Linked DNA regions of Mus musculus: region 1 is linked to region 2. The links are chromatin contacts, called in public HiChIP or PLAC-seq maps. All regions are on one chromosome and are shown on one strand. The core of a region is the stretch at or near the end of the contact, and the rest is flanking DNA. Distances in the headings are between cores, read along the strand shown. Region 1 holds the start of Septin9 (septin 9). Region 2 has its middle 60 kb from the start of Gm39478.

Region 1 (7,559 bases), core at 1,409-3,908, 61 kb after region 2:
CCAGGTGGCTTCATAGACAGCTTTATCCTAAGACTCTTTGACTTGATGGGTCAGGCGTGAGCTTAGGTCTGGCTGAACTAACTGCCATACATTGGCTGGCTTCACAGCACAATAGAGGTGTTCTCTGCCACACATGTTACAGGGTCTGCAGGGATGTGTGCCATATGGTTCCAGAGAGGAGAGCCTGCCCCTGAGGCTCTAGGTTGAATTTTGGCCTCTGGCTGCTGCGCTTCGGTGGCGGCTTCTGACATCAGAGGGCGCTTGTCTCTGACTTCTTCTCTATCTGTTATCTGGCCTTTGAGTCCAGGACACATGCTGATCCCAGGGAACCTCATCTGCCCACCTGTAGCACAGACCCTTAGGCTACGTCTGGCCTCCTTGTGAGCATCCAGTAATCATGTTATCTCTTTGGGGTGGACGGGAGCCGTGGCACACCCACAAGCAGGCAGGCCTTCTGGAGAGTTTCGCTTGGAGCACAGCATCCTCTCCTTGAAGCATGGATTACAGACCTCTGAGCCCTACAGTTCTTTCTTCAGCTAAACTCAAGGCCAGAGCCCAAGACTATAGAGAGGGAGTTGGGTGACCACCTAACCTAATGAAAGTCCCAGAATGCCACAGCCACCACATGTGATCCGAGACAGCTGGGATGATGAGAGGGGCTGAGGGGGCTGGGGGTGGGTGGGACTGGTTCAAAGCCAAGTGGCAGTTGGGTTATCCTGGAGTTTGCAGAAGGTAATTATGGTGAGAAGGGAGGTACCCTGCTGTTTCCCATTGTCCTCATGGGACCGAAAGAAAAGAGACACAAGGGTGAATTTCCTATTGGGAGGATGGCCAAACCTGCCTTGGCTTTGCTGATGGAGGAGCCTGGGCATTTAGCAGGTTCCCAGGCTGGTACTTCGGGCGGCGGAGTGGTTACAGTGTGGAAGGGAAGCAGAGGGCTGGGTTGGTTGCTTGAGTAATGGACAAGGGTGTTCTGGCTGTGGAAGTCAGCACCCACTTCTATTGTCCCATGGAGTCCCCGGGGGCGGGGAGAACTCCTTGAAGCCTGCACCCTGGCTCTCCATTGGAACACTGTGGTGTGCTTGGCTCCTCTGCCTGGATACAGGCTGAGCAACAATGCGCTGTGTCTCTGCTAATCTGCACTTGCCCTGGGGAGAACAATCGCTCGGGTGTGTCTCTGTGTACCAGGTGCTTTTTATAAGAAACACCAATGAACAACGCCCACTCAGGTTGGACGCTGTCCCAGGGACCCGGCATCTTCCCAGGGCTTTGTGGTAAGGGCCTCAGCTTCTTAGATTGGATCCTGAAATCCCCCAAATGTGGGATAGGCAGGTGACCTGGTGATGGTCAGACTGCCAGGCAGGCTGAGACCCTGACAGAAGCCATCAGGGGTGCCCACTGCTCCTGAAGTAAGGCTTCCAGAAGGATGGGGGTGCGGGTGCATCTAAAATGGCCGTGGTTTTGCACTTTCCATGTCCAAAAGCTCACTTGGTTGAAAATAGTTTTTAAACCATCTGAGGCATGAGGGAGGGAGGGAGGGGCACATTTTCTGAAATAGGAAGGACTCTATTCCAGCAGCTTAAAAAAAAAAGTCTCACCAAACCTAGCCCAGGCTTCTCCTCTCCTCTGCAGCCTCACCAGCCTCTGCAGGTCTCAGCACTGTTCTTCCCTCACTGAGAATGGTGGAATAGGGAGAAAGCAGACCCAGACCCAGGACAGCTCAGGGACTCACACTGAGGACCAGGGGATGAGTCACTCGCCCACTCTGCAGGGACTTGTCCCCAGCTATGAATCCATGCAGCCCTGATTGAGCAGAGAGGTCCCAGGTCTAAGGTTGTGCCCAGCGGGCAGGAGACTTGGCTCATCCAGGAAGTGGTGAACACCGCCTCCCCCCACCCCCCCAATCCCTGGGGACCCTTCCTGGTAACTAGTGTTTGTTTTTTCTGTATAGCCCCGTGGTTTTCTCTGCTTGCCCGGTGGATGTCTGAAGTGTGAAGGCTACTTGGACAGAGAAAGTCTAGGCTGTGGGTACCCACTGATGTGGAAGGAGCCCAGGAGCAGCCTTCTTCCTTCCTTCTGATGTTAGGAACTATGGTTTCTCTCTTCTGGAGGGAAGGTCGTGGTCCACTCTCTGTACTCAGGAAGCCCATACAGTGGAAGGGGGGAGGGGCGTTGCAACGATTCTTCAGAAGGGCCGCCTCTCCCTGCCCTATCCCTTCCGTAGCACTTACCCAAAGGATGCAGCAGCGACCCCCGGGGGTGCAAGGGGGTAGCAGTCCTCGACGTGTGGATGCTGAGAACTCCCGGGACCCTCATCTCTGTAGTGAACCGTCTAGGGTCCTGCAGACCCACACTAGCCTAGCGCTACAGCTTAACCCTTGCAGGCCCCGTGCTTATATGCGAAGGAGGCACTCAGGAACTTTGGCTGCGTAAATAAAACCTCGGGCAGCAAGAGCACTGCGCCCAGGGAAGGGGAGGAATCTTGTCCCCCTCGGCGCCCGCCCGCTGCTGTGGCCCGGCCTCCACATCCTCTACATCCGCCCACATCTGGCCGCGGAGGGGCGTGAGGGGGAGGGGCCGAGGCCGTGTCTGTCGCGGTCCCCTGGGCACCCGCCAGGAAGGGAGAAGGGGGGGCAGCCCAGGTCGTGTGCCTGGGACTCTGCAGTCCCTGTAGAAGCAGCTCTGGTTCCATCCCCTCCAGGCCCAGTTTTGACAGGCGGGCGCAACAGCCAGTGCCGAGTCGCGGAGGCCGGCTGGGGTACGGGAACCTGATCCAGCCGGGAGGCGGGGGCGGGGCGGGGGCCCGGGTGCTTGGGGAGGGGCCGGCGCCCGCCTTCCTCCCCCATTCATTCAGCCGACCGTGGGGGCCGAGGGGCTCCGGCGGCCAGCTCTGCACCGGGAGCGGGAGCGCGCAGGGCCCGGTCTCCGCGGGACTCCCTGCGCACCAGCCACCATGTCCGACCCCGCGGTCAACGCACAGCTGGACGGGATCATTTCAGACTTTGAAGGTGGGTGCCCGACCCAGCGGTTGCTTGGCGAGCTGGGCAGGAACCTCCAGGCGGGCCTGAGACGGGACGGGATGAGCACGGGAGAGGCAAGACCCCGGTTTGCTCACCCTGGGGCTCTGCGCCCCAGACCCCGCATTGCCGAGTTGGAGAGCCCCATTAAGGGGGCCTGTAGATGATAGACCCTATAGTTGGGGGCCACGCGCCCCCTGGGGATCCCAGGTTCATGCTGCCTCTGGGGTGTTCGTCTTTTTATTGTTGTTTGTTTTTGCTCTGGGACTGTCGTCTCCTCGAGGGCGGGCTTGACTTCTTGGGAACAACCCCAGGAGCGCAATTCCACCCTGGAAACCAGTGGGTTTTCTTCTTTTGGTGCTCGCCCTCAGCTCTCACCAGCATGGGAGTTAGTTCCCCTCCTCGGATCCAGTGGGAGGCCGAATCCTCAGGGTGGACCTCCTCCCCTCCCCCACGCCAGCTCCGGGGTTGGGGCTGAGCCCAGTCCCGGGGCTGGCAAGGGCTGCCAAATTGATCGGCCCGCAGGCCCCATGCACCCGAGGGGATCCCGGCCCGGCGAGTCTCAGGGTCCAGGGTGGGATGTCCAATACCCCCGATCCAGGCCTGGGACACCTTTATCCATCAGAGAGAGAAGAGCCTTTTGGGAGAGAGGGGGCCTGTGCGCTCACACAAGGACAGCACTTTCGCCTCTTGTCCTGAGTTTACAAAGTGCAAAGATACTTGGGGGCCGTTTCCTCCAAGGGTGGGCCTTCCATCTCCGCCCTGGGCTTGCATGCGCGGGCTTTCCAGAGGCCTCGTGACTGCCACTGCCGGTGCCGTGGCCCCTCGTCCTGCGTCCCCCTCCGGAGTAAATAAAGCCAGTGGAAAGGGAGGCTTACACAATGGTGTCCCGCGCGCGTCTGGGGCTGGGTTTCCGAGGGGCGGGCCTGACTCTGCCGGGCCCGGAGCCCCCGCCCCTCTGAGGGGCTCTCAGGCAGCCTTAGGCAGAGCCCTCTGGTGGGCTGTGAGCGAGGGAGGAAGGGCTTCACATAGTTAAAGACGGCCAGGTTTCAGGCTCTTCAAGTGACCAGTTGGGGGTGCTCCAGGCCCCATGACTGGAACCAGGGGGTTTGTCCTGAGCCCACCTGAGGTCAGCCTTATCTCTGAGTTAGGTGATTAGCTATGTGTCAGGAAGTGGGTGGGGGGCGGGGGGCGGGGGGCGGGTGGTTGCTGATGAGTTGTGTATTGGCAGGTACAGGCTTTAGGAGCCTGGAATATCATACCCACTTGGTCACCTCAGTGGTGGGAGCAAGTATCTGTGCTGAATCAAGGCATAGTCGCTGCTTAGGAGATCTTGTGCCCCCAACCACCTGGACCTCTTGGAGTCCATGTCTATACTAAGGTCTCCCCAGACCTGTTCCGTGCTGTTGTGCCTTCTGCATGTCCTAGGGACTGTCCTAGCTCCTTGGGTTGCCCCTCTGTGCACCTCTCCTTTGCCCTGGAGCCTTTCATTCTCCTGGAAGTGTATCTGAAAGTCAGCCAGTCAGTTCCCTTCTCTGCAAGGTCTGAGCGGGAAGGGGGATGAGGAGGGGGTGGAGGACCTGGTGGGGGGGGGCACTACCTTTTCCGGGTTCTGGTCTCTGTGTTTGCTCTCTGCTCGGACCCAGGGGGCATTCAGGTGTCTGCTTTCATCCCCCAAGGAGTTGGGGACAGGGTTTCTGCAGAATGTTGCAGAAGTTTTGTTGGGGAGGAGAAGTTTGGGGGTTGTAAGGTCTCAGAAGCTGGCTCTCTTTGCATTGTGGAGGCCAGCTGCCCCTGCCTCTTTGGTTTCTCTGTGTAACTCCTTACTCGCTGAGTGGTGCCCTCACTGGGCTGCCTCCCAAGCCAGCTTCTTGACCCTCAAATTTAGTTCAAGACAATGGCCACATTGAGAGCATCCTGGTATAGAGGTTGGCAGTCTTGAGGAAGCCGGGCCTGCTGAGCATGCTGCCCTCCTGCATGCCAGTCTTCCTACTGTGAACTCCGAAAAGCTCAGATGGGGAATGGGTTCAGGGCTTTGAGTCCCCAGAGATTACTAGCCCGGGCTATCACTAGTGAAAGTGCGTGTGTGAGTGTGTGTCGCACGTGTACACTTATGCAAGAGAAGCTTTGTGCTTTGTATAAACGACCCGAAAAGTGACCTCCTAAGTAAGTGTCCTAGGAATACAGAGTTGAGTTGATGTGCAGAAAGGGAGTGGGGGGTTGGGCAGCTAGGCAGATAAAGGGATGTGGAGAGAGTATGACTCAGCCTAGCATGGGTGAGAGAAGCTGGCAGTCTGAATCCAGGCAGGAAAAGTAGTAAGAGACTCGCAGGGAGAAGTTGGGAATGGGGAGACAAGACCTTGAGGCAAAGGAGAGCTGTGATTGTGACAGGGAAAGAAGAGGGCCTTCTGTCCAGAGCAAGGAGCTGAGATTTCAGGATGAGACTGCTAGGAAGTTGGGCCATGTAGGGACCAGTTTACAGTGAATGTTCAGAGGGGGTCCAGCCACAGAGGGTCAGGTGTTCCCTGATGCTAGCTTGGCCAGGCTCAGTTGGAGGAGCCCCTAGTTTTTGCTCAGGCTTCCTGCGGGGTGTATGTGGCTCTGCCAGATAGTTGGAGGAGGGAGAAAAGAGCCAAGTTGGCTACAGCCACTGGGGCCCATAGTCCCTTTGTGAGGCTGGACAGATGGGCTCATGAGATGGAGCACAAAGGACCTAGGTGCTCCCCCCAGGGAGCTCCGGCTGGCACATGGCTGGCTAGTTCTGAGCCATGTGTATCTCTGTTTTGTTTTTTTCTTTGTTTGTTTTGTTTGTTTGTTTGTTTTAATATAGCAGAGAGCCTGCTTGCCTGCCCCCAAGGAGGTTTGGCGTTAGCAGCTGTACCAGGCAGGAACAGCCTGCCCTACAGGGCAGAGGGAAGTGATTCATGACGGGTTAGGATTCCCAGGTCAGTGCTGTGTGCCTGTGGGGCTAGTGGATCCAGCCTGTAGCTGTGTGTGCTGGAGTAGGTGTGCCAACTGGGCTCGGGTCTCAGTCTTGGTCGCAACTGTCTTGGACACTCATTTCGCCTCTCATTTTCCGTCTGTTTTATTCCAGCTGTCCCCATATATCCCCCACCCTGTCCCCTCCCCCCACCCCACCTCCCACCCCACCCCCATCTGAAGCACGGGCCACACTTGTGATCATAACTGGAGGTCTTGGTGGGATTCAGACTTGGTTTTTCCATCCCTGGGGACTGAGAGGTGGCAGGACCCTTGAAAGACATGAACATCTTGTGTCCCAGTATCTATCTTTGGTTTCCTTTCAAGGAACACCCCCCCCCCCAATCCCATTCCCTAGGGATGCCAAAGGTCTTTTACTATTTCCTACTTTCCCACTTCCCAACATCAAGGGTTTTGAGTCATCGGTACTACCCACCCCTCCCCCACGAGGTGACTCTGAGACCCATCACTGTCTGTGACTGGGTAGCTGGAGGAGTCACCCCTTTCTCTCTCCTTTTCCGGTCAGCAGAAGCGTGGGGCAACTGGATGGTATGTTCTTCCTGAATGGAGGCCAGATCTGTTATCGCAAACACAGTTACAAGCTGGGTCCTTGTGTAACAAAAGCCTCTTCAAGTGCCAGCCGCTGGCCTGTTCTTCTCACCAGCATCTGCTGTAATCAGTTTTACACCCCCAGAACAATCCTGAGAGTCCTTGATGTTTGTTGAAACAGATCTGGCCCAGAAGCCCAGACTCTCCAATCTGAGTGGCAAGACTTTTCTCCGCTGTCCCAGGGAGGCTCTTCTGCACTGGGCCCTGGACAGCCTGTGGTCCCTTTCCCCCTCGATAGAGAGGTGACCAAGAAATCAGGGGTCATGTAGACACCTCTGGGACAAGGTGGTGGTGATAGCTGGACCCAGGTGCCACTTTGTTCCCTAGAGGAAAGGCCTGTTGCTTGCAGGTAGCTGTAGATCTGACCTCTTAATTAATGCCCTTGGGCCTTCTGTGTGATGAATTCTGAGATTTCCAGACACTCCCGGCTCCTGGGAATCATTGCCTCACTGCTGAGGGGGATTCAAGGACTCTAGGGCTTCCTGCAGTGAAGAGTAGCTGGCCTCACACTTTTAATCCTAGCACGTGGGAGGCAGAGGCAGGTGGATTTCTGAGTTTGAGGCCAGCCTGGTCTACAGAGTGAGTTCCAGGACAGTCAGGGCTACACAGTGAAACCCTGTCTCCAAAACACAAAACAAACAAAAAAATCGGGAGCTGGCCTCTTTTATAATCCCAAAGTTTTTGGTAACCCCAGTTTGGTATACTAGGTGCGCCCATCAGTTGTACCCATGTGAGCAAGTTCACTAGACATTAGATGGGGACAGTAGGTGTGTAAGCACCCCACTGAGGATTACCTGGACCACATATCTACCAAGAAGTGGGGCACATCCCCTTTGGGGGGGCATCAGTCGTGAATCCTTCCTGGGTCATGTGACATTCCAGGAAGGGTTCGAAGGATGCACTGGTGGAGGGGCAGTGTGGGAGTGGGGTAGAAGGTGGCAGGGGGCAGGGTTT
Region 2 (6,767 bases), core at 729-3,228:
TCCTGATGGTCAAGCCTGCTTGCTCTAGTGTATCTAAGGGACGTGGGCTGGAGAGGAAGCAGCCTCCTCAAGCAGTTAGTCTATGGCTATGTCCCATCCTTGCCCAGATTCTGAGGCCCCTAGTCCCAAGAGAGCTGACTGAGCACAAGTCAGGAACCAGCCCTTCCCAGACCACTGGGGAGGTGGGAAGGCAAGTTCAGACATGGACAGCCATCCACCCTGCCTGCCTGCCCCTGCCTCCTTCCCAGCTTTCCACTCCAAAGCGTCTTACCAGCGTAGCGTTGAGTAAAATGTACCAGAAAGAGTATGAGAGAGCCCACCTTCTACCGTGGGACCTGCTTACACCTGGATGGGTGCAGAGAGGCAGAGTTGTCATTCAGGAGCAGCTGTCTTAGTCAGACATTGGGCTGTCCATGTGCCCGTAGGCCTCCCTTGGATGTCTAAACAAGACCATGGAAGGTGTGTTCCCTCCTGAACCCTCTGTGCCCTTCTCAGATGGTTCTGTCTGTCCCAGGCTGCCCGAGGCTCCAAGACAGGCATTGAACCTGGAGGCGACCAGGTTTCCGCATGTTTGTCCGTGGGCAGTGTTGCGTGGGCTCTGCAATTTGCTAAAGATGTTTTTGATAAGAGAGATCTAGCCCAGACCAGCACAGAGCCAGGCCCCAGGGTACATGCTGAGTGGATCTCTTAGTCTCAGGATGTCAAGGGCTCCGAAGAGAGAGACCCTGGGCTCAAAGGGTGCTTGGGTAGAGAAAGGGGTGACTCTTGCCCCATCTAAGGCTTGTTTGTTGGGGCTGTTACCTTGAAAACATCCCAGCTCTTCACTGCTTTAGGGATTTATGGGGGGGGGGGGTCATCAGGACCAGAGGCTGGTGAAGCTGCTTGGGGCTTGCAAAGACAGCAAGTACAGCCCTGCTGTGCTGAGGGGTTCCTAGAGAGACCTCAGAGTCCTGACTCTGCCACAGGCCATGTGATCCAAAAGTCCCAATTAAGAGAAGTCTAAGCCCTGGTTGAAGGCACTTATAGTGTCAGGCAGCCAGGCTTGCAGGGTTGTTGGTGGCAGCAGCAAAGCCAGTTGTGACAGGTGGGCAGGTCTCTGGGATAGCTTTGCTCTGGCTCCAGAAACTTTGGCCAGGTTTGCCAGAACAGCCATGCTGAGCTGCAAGGGGCCCCGACTCCCCAGAGTTCCTGATCCGTTTTAATTTTCCGTGTGCTCTGAGCCATTTATTCCAGAAGTGTCTGCTGAGTGCTGCTGAGCCTCAGGCTCCATTCTGGCTGCTCCCCGTGGCTCTCCGCAACAGCACTGCAGGGCCCGGAGGGCTGAGGGGCAGGCTGCTCCCAGCCCAGTTTCTTGGCCTTATCTCTCCAACCCTGCCCTGGGCCCGGGTCCGCTTGCAGCCGAAGTGAAGATGACACCAAGCTACTCTGACCAGAGAGGGGTGGCGGCCCCAGGAGCCTTGCTTGTCAGTGGCCTCTAGCAGATCTCCAACAACCAAGCTTTGTTTGGGGACTGATCTGACCTGGTTCGATGAAGCCTTACTGTTGGCTGCCCAAGACCTCAGGACAGGAAACGGGAGCACGGAAAGCCAATCCTAGCTTCAGGTCGCAGGATGGCCCTTGGACCCGGACCTTCCCTGGCTGGGACCCAAGTCACCAGTCAAACCCTGACCTTCAGCATTGATTGGAATGCTGAAATCAGGGGCAGAGAAGGTCTCTGTGGAGCTGAGGCAACCCATCTGACCCTGGCTTGAGGATCCCGAGGAGAGGACCTATAGGCTTGCCTGCCTCCTGCGTGGCAGTTGGTGGCTGCAGTCTCTGCCACAGTGGTCTTTTCCTCACTCCTCCCAGGGCATGCTCACACTCTGACTCCCCCAGACTACATCTGGAGCAAAGGGTGGGCCACAGCAGCATCAGGAGTCCTGGAGTGTTATACCCAGGTCCTCGCCAGGCCAGGCGTGTTGGGGCAGCAGCTGACTCAGGAGTAGTGGCAACCGTGCTCAGGTTTGAGCTGAGTTCCAGGTGAGCATGGTTACCAGGAAGGGCTGGGCACCAGTGAGCTAGCTGGCTGGCTGCCCGGGGCCTTGAGCTGAGATCAATGGGACTTGCATCCTGGGGCCCTCCTTTCACAACCCTCTTTATAGAGGATCAGATCCCAGCCGGAGGATAAGGCTACTGTAACCCAAGCAACTTGGAAGTGGGTTACATCCAGTGCTTGTCATCTTCCAGCATGCTAGGGACTTGACCGCTGGGCACAGAGGGGTCTGGAGGAGTTATTTGTAAAACTCACTGATAATTAATTCTATATCTTTGGCTCAGTAGAGCAGAGCAGGCGAGTGGCTAGGTAAGGTTAGAGCTGAGGGCTTCTGGGTCATATGGATACTGCAGGGTGCCAGACAAAAGGGCAGTCAGATGTACCAGGGAGCCGGGAGGAATGGTGGCTTCTCACCAGCACTGGCATCGCGCTGCCTCCCTGCTTACAAGGTGTGGTAAAACCTCAGCTATGTCGGATGAGTCACTGGGTGGCAGAGCTTCCTGGTGGCTGCGGGCCGGCCTTAACTGTGGACCTCGGTTGCCTTTATTTTATTTGATTTTTTTCTCCCCTCTGGAAATGCTTTCTGAGACAGACCCTGTATCCATCACTTTCGTTTGTTTGTTTTGCTGTTGTTGCCTGTGGTCGATGTTTTGTGTTGTGGACTTTTCCTTCAGCGATGCAATCAGGAAATGGAACCGGAACATAAAACCCTACCTGTTGTTAGATTCACTTTTATGTCCCTTGCTCTGCTTGTCCCCACAAGTGTGAAATGTATCGTTTAATTATCTGAGCGGCACCTGCTTTCAGGGTTGCATGTCCCTGTCACTCAGGCCCTTTCACCGGGAAGTCACATACCAGGTACGGGTCAAAGCCAGAGCTCTGGCGGCTCTTCAGAGTGGACGTCCTGTGTTTGGTGGCCCCTCACCCGCTTTCCTAGAGGATCTGGCCCACTGATCCGTCTAGACTGTAATGGTGACTCTTTGGCTATTATTATGGCTGTCACCCACAACCAGGAAAGTATGCTCAGGATAGCATTTCATCAAGAGGTATGATGGAGAGAAACTGTCCATCAACCTGCTGAGTGTCCCTGCGCTGGTTTGCTGTTGAGACCAGCTGTCCACCATCTTCATTCCTTGCAGTGACTGGCACACGAGGCTGGCGCAGTGTGATCTCTCCATCCCTGTCACCTCCCGAGCCCATGGGCATGGATCAATGGCTGCAGGTGACAGGCTACCTGGGTCACTTGGCAACCAGGTGTCTGCTGGCTGGTTACTTTGCAGTGATTTCTTCTGGAAGCTTCCTTCCTCTGGCAATCAGGCATAGTTCTCTGGCTTTTCCTGAGCGTTAACATTTTGTTCCTCTGGCCTCAGTCTTTCTCTCATCACCCTGGTCGCTCCTTCCAGGAACTCTCGGCATGGCGGTCCTCTGCCTCCTCCTCTCTATGAGGAATCCCTGTGTGGTAACCCAGTGGCCCCAAGGTGAAGTGAATTACATGTTGGTTCCCTTCCTGTTGCTGTGACAAAGTTCTTAACAAAAGTGTGGGACATGTCATGTTGGTTCACAGTGTGATGGGCCAGTCCGTGTGTGCGTGTGTGTGGGGGGAGGGTCATGATGGAAGCTGGAGCTGGAGGCAGCTGGTCACTCTTCACTCACAGTCAGGAAACAGAGGGGGAGGTAAATGTTGGGGCTCAGCTCCTGTTTCTTTTATGCAGCAGAGAGCTCCAGCCTGTGGGATCATGCTGCCTGCACTCAGGGAGGGTCTTCCCTCCGCCATTAAAGCTCTCTAAAAAAACAATGTCCTAGACACAGGCAGGAAGAGGTACGCCTCCTCTGTGAGACCAAGTCCAGTCACCTTAACAATGAAGATTTGCGATTGCAGACCCATACTCTCAGGCGACTTGGGGTTCTAAGCTAGTGTGCTTAAACACTTAAAAAGTGGTGACCCCCTGCCTCTGTATGTTGAGTGGAGGTATTGCCCTCAATTTTAACTGTAGTTTGAAACAGCTATTAAGTATCGGGAATAAAGCAAAATCTAGAAAAGTATCAATTAAGCCGTTACTTCTCCAGAGTAACATTTTTGTGACTGTCTTTTGGCTTCTCTTCTTCACCAAGACCAGTGTTTTATTTTCTGGGGAGAAAACAGAAAAGTTATCTTTCTGAGTGGTCAGTATCTTTCCTTCTCCTTCTCTTTCTCCCCTGCCCCCTTATCTTTTGAGTCAGGATTTGAGAAAGACTTACTTTGTAGTCCAGGCTGGACTGGAATTTAAGGCTTCCAACCTTTTGTACCAAGGGCCAGGATTTAAGGTATGCATCGCCACGCCAGACTGAAATTTCATTTATTTTGGTGGCTGGGATTCCTATAGGAGAAGAGAGGGGGATGGGAGAGGGGTTATGTGTGCGCATGCTCCTTCTTGTGGGTGTGCATGCACTTGTGACGAGGTCAGAGGTCAAACGAGCATTGTTTCTCAGTTAGTTACCACCTTCCTTGTTTCTCTGGGACAGAGATTCTCTTCCTCTCCCCTCCCCTCCCCCCTTCTCTTAATTTTTTTTGTTTGTTTGTTTATTTTGTTTGTTTGTGTTTTTTTCCAGACAGAGTTTCTCTGTGTAGCTTTTGGCTGTCCTGGAACTTGCTCTGTAGACCAGGCTGGCCTTGAATTCACATAGATCCGCCTGTTTCTGCCTCCTTAGTACTGGGCTTAAAGGCCTGTCTACCACTACCACCACACCTACCCCAGCTAAGACAGAGTCTTATTCATTTGCTTGGAATTCCCCCATTGATATAGACTGGCTGGCCAGTGAGTCTCGTGGATTCCCCTGCCTCTGCCTCCTTAGTGTTGGGATTAAAACTTCTTATGTGGGTACTGGGGATCTGACCCTATGACCTCATGCTATGCAGCAAGCACCTTACTCACTGAGCCATCTGCCCGGCCCCCAGAGTGGAGATTTATGGAGGGAGAGTGTGTAGTGGGTGCAGTTTTTATGCTGTCCTGGCAGTGTGATTCCAGTCAAGAGCCAGAAGCACGTGAGACATTTATAATGATCAGATATGTCCCTGCCCGCCCTTCTGATTAGAGCTACATCTCTGACTCAGGCTGCAGGAGAACAGAACCCTCCTTGTATAGGTTTCCCCCCTGGCAATTGGGATGGTTTCTGAGACTGGCTCCTGGCTCTGTGCATTTCAAATCCCGCCCCTCCCTACTGCCCACAGTTTTCTGGCGCAGAGAGCGGCAGAACATGCTGGTGGCTGGTGGCTGTGATTTTGGATCATGCACAGGAGGAGGAACTGGATCTGGAAATGGAGAGAGAATTCCTGGATTCCATTTCTACCTAGGGATGCTGAGCAGTAACCGAGCTACACACGGAAACAACCAGGGAAGCCATAAATGCAGCTAAGCGGTGCCAAGTGGAATAGCTTTCTGGCTGAGTGGCTCCTGCTGCAGTCCCTGGACCACTGCTTCCACTCAGAGCTCAGTGGGAGGAAGTCCTGCCACCAGATTTCAGGGCCTGAGCCTGGCTGTGGGGGACTTGAACAAAGGGAGCTGCTCCATTGGAGCCAGAACCATCAAGGGGACAGAACTTGTTGCTGAGAACACCTTTCAAGGCAGGAAGCAGGAGGAACTCCTTGGCTGTCTTTTGTACTAACACCTCTTACTGATTGAAACCAGCTTAAAAACTAGCAGACCTGAGGGCCCTGTCCCATAGCCTGTAAGAGGTCAGCTTGGTCACACCAAGGAGGGCCTGGAGGGTCAACGAAGGAAACTCTAGGAGACCAGTACAGGATGTATGAAGAAAAGCTGTGTCCTACTGCCCCCCACTCAGCTGTACCCCAACATTGCTTCCCTGGTGTTTGAGCAGCAGGATGGCCTGCTTCTGGTGTCAGCTGCCTCACCCCATCTCGGCCACTGCTCCCTTTCTCTCCCACCTGAGCTCTCTGTGGAGAAGTAAGGCTGTAAGCTTGGTCTCCAGTCTGTACGGACTGAATTGTCCTCTTGTGTCTCAGCCACTGTTGAATGGCTCTGAAGAGACACCAGATCGAGTCAACTCTTATAAAAGAAAGCATTTAACCAGGGATTTGGTTACAGTTTCAAAGGGGTTAGTCCATTTTCATCATGGTGGGGAACATGGCAGCCCACGGGCAGACATGGCACTGGAGAAGCAGCTGAGAGTTTTACATCCTTGTCCGTAGGTAGCAGGAAGAGACACTGGACCTAGCATGGGCTTTTGAAACCTGGAAGCCTTGTCTCAGTGACACACCTCCTCCAACAAGGCCACACCTCCTAATCCTTCCCAAACAGTTCTACCAGCTGGGAACCAAGGATTCAGATATATGAGTCTGTGGGGGGCCATTCTCATTCAAATCCCTCCCCCTTCTCATTCAACCACACACACACACCCCTTCCCCTAGTTCCACAGTGAAGTCTTAATTCTCAATGGGATGGTTTGGATATGCAATCCATGGGGAGGTAATACAGCTGAGGCCTGAGCCTGGAGAACTGGCATCTTTATGAGGGGGAGGGGGCAGCAGGGTCCACAGGAAAACAAGATGACAAAGGCTTCACTGAGCCAGGCCTTGGTGGGGCATATCTTTAATCCCAGCACTTGGGAGGCAGAGGGGGGCAGATCTTAGTTTGAGGCCAGTCTAGTTTACAGAGTGAGATCCAGGACAGCCAAGGCTATGTAGAGAAACCCTGTCTCGCAAAACAAAATAGAAAAGGGCTTTGCTGGAAACCAGTTC

The links. HiChIP or PLAC-seq counts read pairs in DNA pulled down with a chosen protein or histone mark.
Region 1: a contact with region 2 is called in an HNF4G HiChIP or PLAC-seq map of pancreatic cancer cells. The contact joins the promoter of Septin9 here to the enhancer-like site in region 2. A contact is called at or near these places in 1 of 39 promoter capture datasets (embryonic stem cells), 5 of 115 datasets of contacts at active chromatin or transcription factors (the SCID.adh cell line, embryonic stem cells and pancreatic cancer cells) and 2 of 9 other capture datasets (embryonic stem cells and pancreatic islet).

The regions. Positions count from the first base shown.
Region 1 is chr11:117,263,588-117,271,146 of GRCm38.p6, forward strand. It overlaps Septin9 (septin 9), which reads left to right and starts at 2,659. Exons shown (of 11, transcript NM_001113487.1): 1 at 2,659-3,008. The coding sequence starts at 2,954. It overlaps Gm39478 (a long non-coding RNA gene), which reads right to left and starts at 2,597. Exons shown (of 3, transcript XR_880325.3): 1 at 2,232-2,597.
Region 2 is chr11:117,203,178-117,209,944 of GRCm38.p6, forward strand. It overlaps a transcript of Septin9 not described here. Among named protein-coding and RNA genes, the nearest start is that of Gm39478, 60 kb to the right of the region's middle. Within about 2 kb of position 1,979, at least 58 of the 459 cell types and tissues checked have an H3K27ac peak or open chromatin away from gene starts, as enhancers often do. A contact at or near this core is called in pancreatic cancer cells and pancreatic islet, where this site is marked.